Regions from separate parts of the Bos taurus genome. Here region 2 is linked to region 1. A link is a contact called in public Hi-C data. All regions are on one chromosome and are shown on one strand. Each heading gives the region's core, a stretch centred on a gene start, on an enhancer-like site or on the middle of the called end of the contact. The rest is flanking DNA. Distances are from core to core; before and after follow the strand shown.

Region 1 (4,274 bases), core at 571-3,070:
TTGGTGGGGGCGGGGGAGGGGACATTGGTTCTAGGGTACTCTCACCTCAGATACCAAAATTAGGGATGCTCAAGTCCTTTATATAAAATGGCATAATATTTGCATATAACCTACACACATCATCCCTTATACTTTGTCATTTTTAGATGATTATAATACCTAATATAAATGCTAGCCAAATAGTTGCCTAAGCATGGTAAATTCAAATTTTGCTTTTTGAAACTTTCTGGAATTAAATATACACACACACATATATATTTTCAAAATGAGGTGGTTTGAATCCAGAGATGTGGAACCCGTAGACAGAGAGGCCCAACTGTAAAATAAAATTTAAACTTGGACTTCTCTGGTAGCTCAGGGTAAAGAATCCGCCTGATTCGATCCCTGATTGGGGAAGATCCCATACGCCTCAGAGCAACTAAGCTATGCACCACAAGTTCTGAGCCCGCGCTCTAGAGCCCAGAAGCGGAAACCAGTGAGCCTTTGTGCTGCAGCTGCTGAGCCTGTGCACCCTAGAGCTCATGCTCTGCAGGTAGAGAGGCCACTGCACTGCCAACCTGATACATTGCACCTGGAGAAAAGCCCTCACAGCAACTGAAGACCCAGCATAGCCAAAAAAAAAAAAAAAATCTGACCTTTAAAAAAAATTTTAAAGTCAGAACACAGTGAACATGGTTTATATTTCTTTTCATTTTGTGGCTCCCTAGGTCCTGGTTATGAAAATTGGTGTAGTGTTGAGCAGGATCAGAATTTTATATGATCTTTGAAATTATAATGACCTTTTTTCATTCATGCTTAATTCCCAGCAAGTGTCTAGGCTTCAATTTGCCATCCTCCAGGTCTGTGTAATTCTTACTTTAAAATGAAGTAACTCGGTAAAACAGTGCCCAGTCTTCCATTGTGTGCATTTCTGCTTAGGTTCCATCACACGACGCCAGTAGCTTGCTGCTTCAGTGAAACACTGAGCGGTGAGAAGTACACCGACCCTTTTAAGATTGGCTGGAGAGACTTGAAAGGTCTCTATGAGGACATCAGGAAGGTAAGAGATTTTTGACAATACTGTGAAGTTAGGTTGATTTCTTTGAATTATGAAAAAACAGTGCAGGTTTTCCCATGTGTGCCATGCCATTGCAGACCTGATTCCCAAATGTCTGGTTTTAAATGTTTATTGAGCCGTGAGTATGGGGCAGTGTGGAAGATGCGATACAAGTCACCGCCCGGAGGCGGGCGATGGCAGGAATGGGAAACTGAAAAAAGAGAAGGTTCCAGCCACAAGTGCATGTGCACAGAGTCCTCTGACTCTTCCCCCCAGATCGGCCCCCTGCACTGGGCCTGGTGCGGCTCTGAAGCCTCCAGTGCCTCCTGCCACTGTCCTCCTCTCCAGTTCTGAATATCAGTGCTGGGATGCCCCCTACAGGACTTTCTTCATCAGGCATTCTGTTGCCCAAATTTTCAGTGGCCCCCAGCCTCACGTGGATTCTCCTCTGCTGCCCAAGATGCTCATGTTCCCCTGGTCAGCTTCCTTCCCCTTTCAAGGTTCTGCATTTTCCCCCGCCAGCCCCCGCCCGACTCTGCTGTCCGCATGGCACCAGCACTTCCTGTCCGAGGAGCCATGCAGAAGCTGTGGAGGAGGAGCTCCCTGAACGCCTGCCCCGGCCGTTGCAGTGCCTGCCTCCTCCAGCGTTGGCCCTGTGTCTGGTTAAGTCCCATGCCCTTTGCCTCCCCCCTGGAGCCCTAGGTTCTTCTCCCCCAATTCCCTGTTCTCCGTGAAGGTCTGCAGACTTGCCCTCTTGATTCTCCTCTGGATCCATTTCAGATGCTCCAGCTTCTTCCTGTTCATCATTTAAAGGACCATCCCCTCACCCTCTGTCCTCCCGGTTCCGCTCCAGTATTGCCAGCCTCTCTCTCTCTGTTCTGCCCCCTCATCACGGCTCCACCACCGCCCTTTGCCTTCCTATCAGCCTCTCACCTGAAACTGCCTTTGCCCCCTTCTACTAAATCCGACAGGCACTGCTGGCTTGAATCTTCCAGACCCTCTGAACATTGGACCCTGTTGCCCACAGCCCTTCCTCGAAGCCCAGCCCTTGGCTTCTGCACTGCCCTTGTGTTTCTCAGGCCATGCTTCAGTCGGCTTCCTGGGCCCCTCTCCGTCCCCTCCAGCTGTTCCCTGGGGTTGTTTGCTCCTCTTCTTGCTCTGTCTTCAGTTTCCCCGTTTCCGTGCTAAAGACTCCCATGTACTGGCTCTAGCCCAGACTGAATGTTCTCTCCTAAACTCTTGCCTGCTCCCTGGGCAGCTCTATGGAGTGTCCATCGCTGTTTCACACTGGCAGATCTGAAGCTCCGCTTTTTCCTACAAATTGTTTTTTCTCTTGTTTATCCTGTTGATGCAAAGTTATCACCCAGGACCTTGGGGAGGATCCTCGACTTGGCACTCTCCTTCTCCTCCATACCCTCCTCATCTCATCTCTCTCTCTCTCTCTCCTGAAAGTTGTTTTTATTTATTTTTGGTTGTGTGGGATCTTTGTTGCTGCACGAGAGTTTTTCTCTCGTTGCGGCAAGCAGAGGGGCTCCTCTCTAGCTGTAGTGCCCAGGCTACTCTTTGTGGTGATTTCTCTTGCAGAGCCCGGGTGCTAGGTGCACAGGATCCAGTAGCTGTGGTTTTTAGGCTTCGTTGCTCCGAGGCATGTGGGATCTTCCCGGACCAGGGATCAAACCGGTGTCCTTGCATTGGCAGGCAGGTTCTTATCCACTGGACCCTCAGGGAAGTCCCTCCTCGGAATCTGGCCTTCATTCTCCAGCCCTGGGTTTCTGTCACCCCACTGCCCCGGCTCTTGCCTCAGCCTGAGCCAGAGGTGCCTCCTGTGTGCTCCCGGGCAGCAGCTCTCAGCTCCAGGACAGGAGTCCTCACCCTGCCACACTACACTGCAGTCCTGTTTCCCTTCCCCTGCCTAGACTCTGAGCTCCGTGTAGACGAGAGGCTGTCCCATTTATCTCTGAAACCTCTGCGTTTATTATCATCCTTGGCACCGACGGGGGAGTGCCGGGCCTGCTGGATCGTGTGCGCTTGAGCCCTGTGAAGGGCTGCTGGGCCCGTCTGTTGCTCCTGGGACACAAGCTCTGATTCTTCCCAGCAAGTCCCTGAGAGAGACAGGACACACAAGTGCCCATCCCCAGGACAGCTCTCCCTCCTCTTCAGGAAGCAAAAATCCTCCTGAGCTTCTGTTCGCCAGGCATAGCTTGTCTCCTCCGTGAACTGCTCAAATTTCCTCGTCCACACTGATCTCTCCATTCTTTGACCCTTAATGCATTTAACATACGGCCATTGTTCAAGTTGCCACTGTATCACTCACTGAATATTTCATATTTTAAAAAATTTTGCTTCCCTAATGCCATCGTAAGCTCCTTGCAATCATGCATAGCGTGTGGTACACTTTCCCTGTGAACCTTTGGCTTGTGTGGCTGAGAAACACCTAAGCCAGATGCTGACGCTGCCCTTCTCTCTCCTCATCTCGTCTGCCACCCCCCCCCCACCTTCTGCTTCCCCTGCACCCCGCCTCTTTGTCCTCCTGCCTCCACCCTCCAGGCTGCAAGCAGCCCTGTTTCCCTCCCTCTCCAGCTGTCACCAGCCATCTGGCGATCCCCCTCCTCCGCGGTCGCACAGGGTCTCCGCCAGCGGCAGGCCCACCCAGCACTTAGGCCCCTGGCGGGGGTGGCCAGGCGCTGCCTGAGGCCCAGCCGCAGGAGCCAGCTTTGTGGCCACATGGTGTCGGCACCTCTTCCTACCAAGTGTTGGATTTCCCCGTTGAAATGAATGCACTAAAATCAAAGCTGTGTGAAAGAAATTCCACTGACGTTTTGTGTAGTTATGCCACCCTGTTGATGCAGAGAAACTTTGTTTCAGGAGCTCTTCATATCTACAGCAGAACTCAGGGAAATGTCTGAATACCATTTTGATGGAAAAGGAAAAGCCTTTCGACCAATTATTGTGGTGCTAATGGCCCGAGCCTGTAACATTCATCACAATAACGCCCGGTGAGTTACTTACGTTCTCTCCTCTGTTTTCTATTCGGCAAACCTTCCTTCCCAAGGTTACCGTTTACTTTCTTGGTACTTGTGTCTGCGAACTTACTTTGTGGTGAGTAATTTCCAGCTTTGTGTTCCCAAGGTCACCCTGGAGTCTAGTCTGGGCATCTTCCTTTTCCACGCTTTTTAATATCCATGGGAGAGCAACTTCAGCAGCAAATAAACATTTTAGAAAGAATTTTCAAAGCTAC
Region 2 (4,274 bases), core at 897-3,396, 130 kb before region 1:
AGTGATGGGTAAAGGGAAGGCAATTTAGAACTAGGATTTACCTTCAGAAGTCCGGAAATCTGCTAATGCATTTGCAGGTGAGCAAAGATTAACAGCCTGTGTGTTTTATAAAAAAGTAATATGTGCTCATTGTAACAGAAGAAACCATCTGAGATGTGTAAAGTGAAAGACATACTATGTGCTGAAAAAACTGATTTTAATAAAAGCTGATAGTATTTCCTCAACAAATTTCCCCAAATTAATGAATAAATGCTAATATACAGGAAGTGTATCTGGTCTTACAACAGTAAGATCATGTTATTGATATTTCTCAGCACTTTGCCTCTGCCATTTAATAATAATAATCATGCAGATTTCTCCACCTTTGTCAATACATACCACATCTATATCATATCTATGTCCAATATCGTATATATCGATACACCAAGTTATATAAATTATATATCAGTACACACAAAAATGTTGTAGAGGTAAATCACATTCTGTTTAGCACGTACAAGGCCCCAGGGTTATTTAACTGTTCATCCAGGCAATCTTTCCTCTATCAGAAAGAATTTCTGAACTCCATACCTAAGCAAAGCAGAGCAGATAATGATGAAGTCAAACACCTAAACATTTTCACGTAGAAAAGTCTGAGAAAGGAGGAGACCTTGTAAAATCCTGAAATCAAGGTCGAGGCACTCCCTCCCCTACAGTGTTTGCTACAGAACCAAGGTCACACAACACGGGTCCATATCAGTATTTTCCCTGCTCTCCAGCTTTTGAACATCCTTCTAAATTAGTCATTCAGTAACTGACAACTTAATCATTTTTTGTTTGCTTGCCACTACAAACAAAGCTGTTACCAAATATCCAGGAACATACGGCTTTCTATGCCACTATCTCCATGAGACAGATTTCTAAGGTGGAACTCCTCCGCCAAAGAGAATGAATTTTTTTTCTTTTGGTAGATGCGGTCAGATTACATTCAGAAAAGGCACGGCACTTTACTACCTCCAGAAGCAAAGGCAGAGAACATCCGCTTTCTGCAGCACAGCGGCACACAACGTGATCCTTCCCCTTCCTTTCTTTTTCCTGCCAATTACATGATTTATAGTTAATTTAATGATTGTTAGCACTTTGTAAAATATACACATTATCAAATATTCCTTCTGAAAAGAGCCGATATAACGTGCACCCACCTGACATCAGAACATTTCTTTATAATTTTAAAAATAGTTGTTGAATTATTGCTTTAACTCCTGGGACTTCCCTGGCAGTCCAGGGGCTAAGACTGTGTTCCCAATGCAGGGGGCCCAGGTTCAATCCCTGGTGAAGGAACTAAGATCCCATGTGCTGTGAGGCACAGCCAAAAAATACAAAGAATATATATAAATATGCATATACACACACACTCCTTGTTTAACTTTTACCAGCTTGACTTCTAGTCAGTTTGAGTATCTTTTCATACAAATCTTATCTTCAGTGAGTCACCTTTGCCCCTATGTTTTCTATTTCTTATTCAGAGAAATTATTATTATGGATATTAATAGTTTTGTCTGTCGTATCTATTGAAAATATATTTTCCAGTCCATCCTTCAATTTTGTCTATCATTTTTTTTGCCATAAACTTTAAAAAATATATATGTTAAAAAACATACCTCTCTGATTACTAGGATTTTTGGTCTGTTTGGAGGATTTTTCCCGTTTCAAATTTACTCTCCAAAATATCATTGTAATTCTTTATTGTTTTCTAATATTAAACCTTTACTATTTCTGTTTATGGTATGAGAAAGGGAGGTAGCTTTCTTTTCATGTATCTAATACGTGTGTATATGTTACATATATTTAAGCATCTATCAGGGAGAATGATGTCACCAAGATGGTGGAGTGTGGGGACCCTAAGTCGCCATATCCCAACAAAGATCCATTAGCTACGCACAAACACACTCCCTGGGAGAGCTCTGGAGTTCACTTAAGAAACTTTAGTAACACAGCAGAACCAAAAAACCTGAGAATAACCACACAAAAAGGGAAGGAAGACAGCTCATTTTGCCCACATCATCCCATCCCCCAAGCCAGCTTTGCATCGAGAGAGAGAAGTCCCCAGTTAGAAGCAGTTCCCCTCACAAGAAGAGGAAGAGCAGGGTGAGCAACCAGCTTCCCAGTCTCTCTTAGCCCCATAGAAAGACCGCATTCAGTTTTACCACAACCAGAGGCTGGCAAAGCTGAGATATATACAGACAACTAGGAACAACAAAATCAGGAGGCTACCAGCAGCAGACACGTGGCAGAAATGATCATGGGTTCTCAGTGACCTGTCTTGGAGACAAACCCAGCAGCCTTCACTACTAAAGAGATTCCTCGCAGATGTCACTGGCTTCCATTCCACAGGCACCTGCAGCTGGCCACCACAGCTGAGCATGTGCCCATGCCTCCAGTGCCGCACCCCAACCTCCCCCACCCCCCTACCCCCCTGCTGCTTGCCCTCGCCCCTGTCCACGGAGCCTGGAGGCTCTGCTGAGGACCCCACCAGCCCTGCAGCCTCTGTAGACCTTCCTCCCCTCCTCCTGCAGTGCTCGTCAAGGACCACACAGTTGTCCGTGCTGTGGAGCCCAGCAGCCTGAGCTAACGACCATCACGGGACTTGGGGCCACAATCTCCCCCTGCACTGGGCAAGCTTCAATAAATGGTGTTGGGAAAATTGGATAGTCACATGCAAAAGAATGAAATTCAACCTCTTTTTTTACAAAAAATTAACTCAAGTGTAAAAACTGAAACCACAAAACTGGAATAAAACATGGAGAAAAATCTGGACATCTGTCTTGGCAATAAATGTTTTGATTTGGACACCAAAAGCACCAACAACAAAAGCAAAATTCAACAAATGAAACTACATCAAAGGGAAAAAGTTTCCACATAGGGAAACGATAAGGGGTTAATACCCAAAATACATGAAGAGATTACACAACAGCAAAATTAAACAGCCCAAGTTAAAAATGAGCAAAGGCTTTGAATACACATTTATCCAAAGGAGATATACAAATGGCCCAAAAGTACATGAAAATATAAACATCACTAATCAGGGAAATGCAAATCAAAACGATGAGGAAATGTCTCACGCCTGCTAGAACAGCTATTATGAAAAAGACAAGAGATAACATGCTAATGAGCATGTGAAGCAAAGGGAACTTTTGTGCACTGTTGGTTGGGAATGTACAGTGCAACCAGTATGGAAAATAGTATGGAGGTTCCTCAAAAAAATTAAAAATAGAACTGCCCTGTGTGTGTGTGTTAAGTCACTTTAGTCATGCCAACTCTGCGACCATAAGGACTGTAGCCCCACCAGGCTCTTCTGTCCATGGGGATTCGCCAGGCAAGAATACTGGAGTGGGTTGCTATGCCCTCCTCCAGGGGATATTCCCGACCCAGGGATTGAACCTGCATCTTTTACGTCTCCTGCATTGGCAGGCAGGTTCTTTGTCACAAGCGCCACCTGGGAAGCCCCTAGAACTACCCTATGCTACAGCAATTCCATTTCTGGGTGTATTTCCAAAGGAAATGAAATCACTATCTCGGAGACGTATCTACACTGCCGTGTTCACTGCAGCATTTTTGACAATAGCCAAGACATGAAACAACTTAAGTGTCTACTGATTTAATGAATGGGTAAAGAAAATGTCATAGATAGATATAAGGGAAGAGAAAAAATAGAATTTATCTATGAGAAAGAAGAAAATCCTGCCATTTGCAACAACAAAAATGAACCTTGAGGGCAAGTCAGACAGAGCAAGACAATTACTGCATGATCTCCCTTATATATAGAATCCAAAAACATTAAATTCATAGAAACAGAGAAGAGAATGGTGGTCTACACTTCCAGGTATAGGATAAGTAAGCTCTGGGGAACTATGTACTGCATGGTGCTACAGTTACCAATCCTGTATTATATACTTGAAAATATCTGTAAGAGGAGAGGTTAAATTTTCTCGCCACAAGACCACCACAATGATAACCATGTGAGGTAAAGGATATGTTAACTAACCTTAGTGTGGTAATCATTTTGCAGATATATGTGTATAAATCATTATACTGCACGCCTTCAATTTACGAAATGTTATATGTTGATTATATTTCCAGAACGCTGGGAAAAAATAGCTATGATTAATATGTTCAAGAAATTAGATGATACGATGGAAAAATCTCAGTAGAGAACTGGAAACTCTTTTTTTAAAAGAACCAAATGGAAATGCTAGAACTGAAACGATGAGCAAAATCAATTGGGTTTAACGGTA

What was found. A called contact is a pair of places that touch in the nucleus more often than the background predicts.
Region 2: a Hi-C map of an unstated tissue shows a contact between it and region 1, with 2.8 times the contacts expected there. The contact joins two enhancer-like sites. A contact is called at or near these places in 2 of 11 Hi-C or Micro-C datasets (skin fibroblasts and an unstated tissue).

Annotation. Positions count from the first base shown.
Region 1 is chr13:17,945,782-17,950,055 of ARS-UCD2.0, reverse strand. It overlaps PDSS1 (decaprenyl diphosphate synthase subunit 1), which reads left to right. Exons shown (of 11, transcript NM_001100331.1): 3 at 919-1,039; 4 at 3,902-4,032. Among named protein-coding and RNA genes, the nearest start is that of PDSS1, 8.9 kb to the left of the region's middle. Within about 2 kb of position 1,820, at least 16 of the 102 cell types and tissues checked have an H3K27ac peak or open chromatin away from gene starts, as enhancers often do.
Region 2 is chr13:18,079,228-18,083,501 of ARS-UCD2.0, reverse strand. No RefSeq gene overlaps it. Among named protein-coding and RNA genes, the nearest start is that of APBB1IP, 15 kb to the right of the region's middle. Within about 2 kb of position 2,146, at least 20 of the 102 cell types and tissues checked have an H3K27ac peak or open chromatin away from gene starts, as enhancers often do.